Linked DNA regions of Sus scrofa: all the other regions are linked to region 1. The links are chromatin contacts, called in public HiChIP or PLAC-seq maps. All regions are on one chromosome and are shown on one strand. The core of a region is the stretch at or near the end of the contact, and the rest is flanking DNA. Distances in the headings are between cores, read along the strand shown. Region 1 overlaps LOC106508008 (a long non-coding RNA gene). Region 2 has its middle 160 kb from the start of LPP. Region 3 has its middle 190 kb from the start of LPP.

Region 1 (2,677 bases), core at 84-2,583:
GGGCATCCATATTCCAGAAGGTCTGAGTGGAAGGGCACAGTTGGTGGGGAGGTTGGCGTTTAATAAATAGGAGTTACTTTATTATTTCCTGCAGATGCCAAAGTCTGTTAAAGGACTTTCTTTGTCCAGATAAGCAGGCCTTAGACCTTTCTTTTTAAAGAGTGGAGATCTAAAAAGGATACAAAGTATTGATGGAAAATATCTCTTTCATTGCCTTCAAGTTTGTTCTGGTAGAGCAAGGCTTATTTATTTATTTATTTATTTTAATAAGGGCAAACTTCTCATCTGTTATTTCCTCTGACTTCAAATAATTACCTTTAATGCGATGACGGCTGAAGTACTTCTAAGTTTCTCACCAGGAATCTCTCTCTAGGTTTTTTTTTTTTTCCCTCCTTTTTCTTCGTGTGTGTGTGTGTGTGTGTGTGTGTGTGTGTGTGTTTATGACTATTATGACATATTTTTTACATCCATGTGGAGCCTAGCGGCTTAAAGAGTGTCCAGCTTACAAGTCCTATCACTGACTGGGACAATTTCCAAAAACAAACAGAAAAAGAAGGAAAAAAAAAACAAAAAACATAGTGCAGAAAAGATGCTTGGGAACTGTCACATCTGATTATAAATGCTGGAGATCAAAGGTATAACGTCTTAGAATTGGCTTCCTCCAGCTCTTAACATTGAAAATCTTCAGTTGGCTTTTGGACTTACTCAGCAGAATCCCAGACTTTGGTCCACAATTGGTTAAAAATTGATAGAGGTGAGGATTCTGGGAGTGCCTTCTTTACTTAGAAGTTTACATTTTAACTCCTTCTCTCACCTCAGGGACACATATACACTTGCCTCTTTTCCAGCCCCCCTCACCTTAAAGTTATCTAAATGTGTATTTAGCTATAAAAGTATAAAAGTTAGAATAGAGAGACAGCCTACAAAACATCTGGGTTACTCCTTCAAACTGTTGAGGAAACTGAGTCCTGACACGTGGTTTCGCCCCATGTCCCATAAGGAGTTCCAGGCAGAACCGTAATTAGAAACCAAGGTTCTTTGGCAAGAAATCCATGTTTTGTTTTGTTTTTCTTTTACCTCACACTGTGCCCCCATGGAGTTACACGTTTGTGCCTATTTCTCTGTATGTACATATGTTACATAGACGTGGACACGTAGGAAACATGCACCAAGCATCTGTGGTCTGACCTCAGGGAACAGTTTAATGACTCGGATTTCAGGCAGCTGAAAGGGTTCTGCGGGTGGAGGTTGAAATAAACAAGAAAAGCCACTGTGGAGATGTGAATGGAAAAGTACCGAGCACTCCCTCCCTCTGCACATTCTTCTGCTCTCCAGCTCTGCCTGCAGTCAAGCCGGCTTCAGATAGGCTTTGGCATGGTCAGGTGTACAGAGGGCGGTGTGGAGAAGGAAAAAAAAAAAATGCAGGCACAACACGCAAATCAAGTTTTTCCACTTCTAGCCTTAGGTAGTAAAGACAGCTAAGTAAGGCAGCCTGGCGGGAGGGTGGGCCAGACACCCTGAGTTGACAAACACTCAAGTGCTTTCCTCCCTGCATCTCCCTCCTGGTCCAGCTGCTGCTTTCCCTCATGCTAAGGTTTCATAGGAAGTGAAAACCCTGTTATTCAAAACAGTGATTGAAGGCAATAAACAAATGATTATGCACCCCCATCGCTTCTCTATTTTAAGCTCCTGATATTTATTTCCATTTTAAATAAGTGAGAAAAGTGTAGGAAAAAAAAATCAGTGTTTTGGGGGAAAACTCTGAGCTAGGCTGAAAAGGTTTCTAAAGAAAAAAAAAGGCTCAGAATTAATACAGGCTGAAAGCAGGCAGCATATGGATCAAAATTAAACGTTGACACTTCTTTTTCTGAAGGTAGTGGCTGGAAATCATCTTCCTTATTTTTTTTAATGTCTCAAAAGTTTCTGCTCAATTTCTCTAAATCATACCAAGAAAATTTCTTTCTTTCTCTAAAGATAATATAGGGAGCTCGCTTACAATAGCTCTAAGTAAAAGATTTGAAATAAAACGAATGGATAAATAAGATCTCCCTTATCCTTCACAAATAGTGTTGAGTGCTGTAGCAGGGGTGACAAGCATAACCAAGTCCCAAATGACCCTCCAAGCCCAATATTCATCGGGACTTGAAGTTTGTTCCGAGAACTGGCTTACGATTTACACAGAGCCCAAAGCAGCCTTCCTTTCCTCAGTTCTGCCAGAAAACAAGATACTCACCTCCAAATCCAGGTAGTCAGATCACCCTGATTCTCTAAAATGACACAAAACCATTACACCACAAAGATCTGTTTTCAGTTGTGTCCTGGGGTCCCACATGCCTCAGTGAGGGCTGTCCTGTCCTCTTGAAAGAAGGAAGCCTCCAGGAGTTGAGTCATAGATCTGCAGGGATCCTTCCCGTTCCACAATCTATAATTCTGTGATGTGAAAGTTTAAAGATCTACCAAGGTGCCAAAAGCTCCTGACAGGTGAAACTCATTTCCGGTTTGGAGCCCCTTAGAAATAGGCCATGACAGTGTTTATTCCAAGTATAGTTTCCTTTTCAGAGATGACTGAACTGTGGGCAAGGTTTCATGAGGGGAACTGGAGGCAAAAATCTGTTCCTCTTCTTAACTAGAAGTAATATTAGGGCCAAGCTATTTTATTTTGTAACAAAGCTTATCT
Region 2 (2,677 bases), core at 75-2,574, 210 kb before region 1:
TCCTATGAGCCTATTCCTGTCACCTTCCCCTCCATCAGGATGGAAAGGGTTTGGGTAGGAGCCACAGGGCATGGGTATTGCCATCTGCTGGTCAGATTGGAACAAGAGAATGGGTCTCAGCCTCTGTTCCAATTCCTTTACCACTGTTTGCTTCCTAGGAGGTTGAGGGAGAAGTAAAGCTGGCCAGACTCTGACTCCCAGAAAGGAAAGGAAAAAAAGGAACTAATGTGGGTGGGGAACCCCTGCGGCACCAGGCAAATGCCAAAAGCCTTGGCATCCATTTCCCGTAACAATGGCCTTAGGATGGCCTCAAAATAACACCTTAGCAGTGGTATTATCCTCAGATGGGGAACATGAGGATCAGGAGGTTAAGCCATTTTCCCAAGATCACAAAGCAGGTATATCTGAATGATTTCAAAGCTCACACTACTTCCACTACATTTTCGCATCTATTGCTCCATCATCCCTGGGGGAGTATGGCATAAAAGTCAACTCCTGGCTGAATACTTACCATGTGTGAAGCACAGCACCAGAGTGGTTAATAGAGGCATCTTGCTCTTGAGAAACTTTATGTCCTGTTGGAAATGCTTGATCCTTTGATTTAATCACTCCGTTTTTCTGAGCATCACCTATGAGCAGACCCTGTATGGGGGCTGTGGAGATGGGTGATGAGAATAGCATGGATTGGTAGATGTTGGGGCATTGTTGAATGGTTGAGACAAGTTTTAAAGCCCCACTAATGACAGAGAATTATTGAAGATTTGAGTATTTATGTTTTTATGCTGACTCATCAATCCTCCTGTATTCACTCCTTTTATTCCTTCCTTGATATCAGGTGCTAGGCTAGAGGGTTTGGGGTACAACAGAGAGTAAAAAGTAGGGACAGCCTCTACCACCAAAGAGATTAGTGACCCATATCAGATGGTCACAATTCAGTGGATGTTTGCAAACTTGGAGAGTGTTCAAAAGGGAAGGAAGGTAGTGTGAGAGACCATGGAAGAGGGGGACATGTTTTGGGGGTGGTGGTGGTAAGGAAGGGCTGCTTTGAAGAAATAGCACTTAAACTATTAAGTGCTGAAAAAAATGTATGGAGTAATTTGTGTGTGTGTGTGTGTGTGTGTGTGTGTGTGTGTGTGTGTGTGTGTGTGTTGGAGGGAAGGTGGTGGAGACAGGGCACGGGGTAGAGAATATTGTCCCAGAAGGATGGCATTGACAAAGAGGAGACAGATGATATAGCAAGCGTTCTAGCAAAATAACAACACAGGCTGGCCTGGAAGACATTGGCACCCGAATTCACTTCTTGAGGCCATGCCCTTATGCTCCTCCTGGGAAACAGCAGCCGTGCCTGGTCTTGGATTTCACAGTGACTGCCATTCCCGGGTTTTGCTCCATGACTAGGACCTGTGCCTCCATGTCTTCTTCTGTGGAGTGTAATAGAACACGCCCATGTACTTTTCAGAACACTGATACTAATAAGAAGTGACAAAATACAAGTTGTCTAGAGACATTTCCTCGAGGATTAGCAATTTGGAGTTTATATAAAAAGTCAGAAAAGAGCTTCAGCCTGCTAATTAAATCTACATGCCCTGCCCTCCACACACATAGCCCAGGTCTTACTGATGTCAGCTTCTGGTAGACAGGTGTGGGTCTCCCGATCCACATATACCTAGCTCTAAAGAAAGAGGTGGGTTTTGAATGCATGCAGGACACTGACACTGTGCTTATTGGGAAGCTCCTGAAAACAGAATGCTGCTTTCATTTCCCTCCATTTCTAGCACGCTTTCGAAACTTCCTGGGCTACAAAGGGGCTTCAGTTTGGAGCCAAAGCCCATGAGACACAGGGATTCATGTCTGAGCTGGGAGGAGAGTCCAGATTTCCATAGCACTGAGCTGCCACTTTCTGAGAGCCAAAGCCCTGGCAGAGTTTTCTGGTTTGTTGCTTCAAGAGCCTAAGAACACTTAGACCTTGCAACCTTCAGAGACCCACGAGAATGTGTCCACATTGTTCAGTAAACCCATTCCTGAAAGCCTGAAGGGCAAGGATAGTCCTCAAAGTGTCAGTGGGCATTTTGGCCTCTAGCCTCAGTTCAGCAACATACTGGCTATGTGACCTGGGACACAGTCACTTCCTTGATTGGAGGGCCTGTCTCCCCATCTCCAAATAAGGTGGTTGGTCCAAGGTCTCTGACATGCTGTGTTTCTGGGACTTGAAGCCCTCTCAGTAAGACCCTGTGTAGGACTGAACCTGGTTTGGGATTGTCCTTTTCCTATGTTTGCTGCCTGGAAAGGCCCACTTGCTTGCTGGTGTCCTATCACCTAATGCCAAGCTGCAAATAAATTTTCTCCACACATAGTCAATACCAGCATTTCATGGATGGCTTCCACAAAATTTCAAGATTTTCTGATGATGAGTCTGCGCTGATGCCAAATTAAGCTTGATTCATAATACAGGCAGTGTAGTGATCAAATAGGGTAGGCCAGGTCAAAGGTGATGGAGAAATAGCTGGGTAGAATGGGCAGATTGGTTTGGTCCAAGTAACCTGTCATTAAAACTTTCCCCTTCTCAGAGTTCCCGTCATGGCTCAGAGGAAACAAATCTGACTAGCATCCATGAGGATGCAGGTTTGATCCCTGGCTCACTCAGTGGGTTAAGGATCTGGTATTTTTGTGAGATGTG
Region 3 (2,677 bases), core at 59-2,558, 180 kb before region 1:
TGGGTTGAAGTGTGGGGAATGAGGTCCGGAGCAGCCAGAGGATTAAGGTCCAAAGTATGTGGGTTTTTTGTTTTTTGTTTTTTGTCTTTTGTCTATTTAGGGCTGTACCTGTGGCATATGGAGGTTCCCAGGCTAAGGGTTGAATCAGATCTGTTGCTGCTGGCCTATGCCACAGCCACAGCAATGTGGGATCTGAGCTGCACCTGTGACCTACACCCAGCTCATGGGAATGCTGGATCCTTAACCCACTGAGCAAGGCCAGGGATAAAACCCTCATCCTCATGGATATAGTCGAGTTCGTTAAGCACTGAGCCATGACGGGAACTCCAAGGCCCAAAGTTTTAAAAAGTGCAGAGGACATTGTAGGAAATTCAGTGAGACACGCCAGTCAGAAGCAGTGTAACTAATGTTGAAGGAACGCTTTTGAGTCCCACTGGGAAGGGCCTTTAAAGACCAGCCAAGTCACTGGAAGTTTATCCTGTAGGCAGGAGGAGTGTCTGAAGCTTTGTGAATGCAGGAGGTGTCGGAGAAAAATGGTGATCCAGGAAGCTCCTTTTAGCCAACTATGCAGGATGGAGAATAAGGAGAGTAGTTGGGAGAAGAAAGATCACAAGGAGCAAAGGACTCAGAGTCAGGAGGATGACTATGCTGCTCTCTTTGTAAATGTAGTCAGTCCTGCTCAGATACCTACATAACTATATAGGGTTGTCTCTGCTCTAACATAAACAGCTGCCTTGACAGCCCCTCTGGGAGGTCCTAGACACCACATTTGATGAGGTTAAAATGCTTTGTGCATGATACAGCTGCAGAACAAATGGGGGATAATGACCCAGAATGCGGTGGAAGCATGAGTCGGTTGGTGGCCCTGGGGTTGAGCAGTTGGGTGTTGAGTGAGAGGCAAGTCTCCATTTAGGGGGTATCTTCCCTCTGGAGGGATTTCCTTTTCCCTCCTTGGCATGTCCTGTGTCACCTGGTACAGACTGGGGGCTAGCAAAAGTTGGGGGCGTGTCGAGTTAGTTGTCAAGAGCTGAAGACCAAAAGTCCCCCGGGTCCCTAGTAACTTCCTCAAGGGAAAGAAGAAAAAATACACAGCCAGCTTTTCAATCGCAAGCTTGAAATAAAAATAAACCGTCAGGTTACTGTTTCGCAGAGTTGCCGAGTAATACTGGAGGGCAAGGAAGAGTCAGTTTGCACAAGGTGGTTGCTCAATGGAAAGGTCTTGCCAGCGGAGCTGTCCCGGAAGGTCCGAGCAGAAGTCAGCACGGCTGCTCTCGGAGCTGCTCATTGGAAGCCAGGCCTTGACCTCATAGAAAAGAGGGCTAGCACGAACGAGTGGGATGAAAAACTGCTGAAAAGTGACTGGGTTAGGAGGTGGGAGAGAACTTACTGGGCTTTCAGCCAGCCCTGGACTTCTAGTGGAAGCATTTCACAATCTCCTCCTTTCTCTGTGGGTTATGTCCTTGAATTGAACAGCCAGTGGGGGCTTCTTGGGTGAGTGGAAAGTGCACTGGACTGGGGGGGCCAGATCTCTGCATTCGGCTGTCCAGTGGTGTGACCCTCCCTCGCTGGGCCAGAGTTAGACTAACCTGCATGATCTCAGGGGCTCCCTTCAAATCTAGACTCCTGGGAGGTACAGGACTGGCCAGCCTGTCTCTTCAGATTGGAATTCAGAGGGGACAGCCACTGTGAGTGAACTGACCTACAGCCTAGAGCCGCTGAGTTCTGAGGCCAGGCTTTAGCTCTGGCCAAAATAGCAACACAGGGAAAGTTTCAAACGAGGTAAAGCTTGGGGCAGAAGAGTTTGCCTGCCGACCAAGGCTTGCAATTTGGATGAATCAGAAAGCTGGGATGACCTCTGAGTTCACCCACAGCAAGCTGTGGAGCTCCGTGTATCTAGGATTTCCCTAATCAATTCCATGTACGAGGGCAGCATCTTCCCTTTGAGCTTGGAAGAATATAAGCCAAAGATCATTTCTCTCCCACTCTCATTTGCCTTCCCCAAGTCTCAGAAAATAGGACCTCTTCCCTTCCCATTCTCCCACTTCCTGAGCAGATTGCCAGTGGTAAATGCAGCACTTTCTTTTTCCTACTCACTTCCCCTGTTCTTTCTGGTCACCAGGAATAGCACTAGTCCAGGCTTTGGGAAGTAGGATAATAGGGCATGAGGGCAAAGTTCACTGAGCTGTCCTATTGGTCCCTTTGGCTGCCCAGGCTGTGCTGTGTATCCACGTAGGCAGAATCCAAGGGTGAGTTGCTCTGTCTCAATTCTGGAGAGACCAGTTATTCCCAAGCAGCTCAGGCTCACCATCGACTTTCTTTGGCCCTCCATCCAGAGGAACACTGAATAAAAGAAATCTTTACGGTGTACCTGTGATTCATTTTTAGATGAGTCAAAGTATTCAGAGGTAGATCAGTTTCTGCTTCCAAGGAAGGAGACAGATTAAGTGGGAAAATCACGCTAAAACTATGCATAAGACGAGGATAGCCAGAGTACAGGGAGATTTCAAAAGAAGTAGAACTAGTTGTTGTTTGGGAGGTTACAGAAGGCTGTGTGGAAGGAAAGACTTAAGATAGACCAAATGCTGACAACATTATGATTATGGTTATTATGATAGCTAACTTTTGTTTCAGTTCTTACTATGTTCTAGGTACTGTGCTAAGCCCTTGTATATTATCT

The links. HiChIP or PLAC-seq counts read pairs in DNA pulled down with a chosen protein or histone mark.
Region 2: a contact with region 1 is called in an H3K27ac HiChIP or PLAC-seq map of skeletal muscle. The contact joins two enhancer-like sites. A contact is called at or near these places in 3 of 5 promoter capture datasets (fetal liver, liver and skeletal muscle), 8 of 47 Hi-C or Micro-C datasets (alveolar macrophages, brain, embryonic fibroblasts and 4 more) and 2 of 2 datasets of contacts at active chromatin or transcription factors (alveolar macrophages and skeletal muscle).
Region 3: an H3K27ac HiChIP or PLAC-seq map of skeletal muscle shows a contact between it and region 1. The contact joins two enhancer-like sites. A contact is called at or near these places in 3 of 5 promoter capture datasets (fetal liver, liver and skeletal muscle), 8 of 47 Hi-C or Micro-C datasets (fetal heart ventricle, heart right ventricle, liver and 3 more) and 2 of 2 datasets of contacts at active chromatin or transcription factors (alveolar macrophages and skeletal muscle).

The regions. Positions count from the first base shown.
Region 1 is chr13:125,404,612-125,407,288 of Sscrofa11.1, reverse strand. All of the region lies in intron 1 of LOC106508008 (a long non-coding RNA gene), which reads right to left. Among named protein-coding and RNA genes, the nearest start is that of BCL6, 16 kb to the right of the region's middle. Within about 2 kb of position 1,333, at least 33 of the 83 cell types and tissues checked have an H3K27ac peak or open chromatin away from gene starts, as enhancers often do. A contact at or near this core is called in fetal liver, liver and skeletal muscle, where this site is marked.
Region 2 is chr13:125,616,373-125,619,049 of Sscrofa11.1, reverse strand. No RefSeq gene overlaps it. Among named protein-coding and RNA genes, the nearest start is that of LPP, 160 kb to the left of the region's middle. Within about 2 kb of position 1,324, at least 3 of the 83 cell types and tissues checked have an H3K27ac peak or open chromatin away from gene starts, as enhancers often do. A contact at or near this core is called in skeletal muscle, where this site is marked.
Region 3 is chr13:125,586,237-125,588,913 of Sscrofa11.1, reverse strand. No RefSeq gene overlaps it. Among named protein-coding and RNA genes, the nearest start is that of LPP, 190 kb to the left of the region's middle. Within about 2 kb of position 1,308, at least 22 of the 83 cell types and tissues checked have an H3K27ac peak or open chromatin away from gene starts, as enhancers often do. A contact at or near this core is called in fetal liver, liver and skeletal muscle, where this site is marked.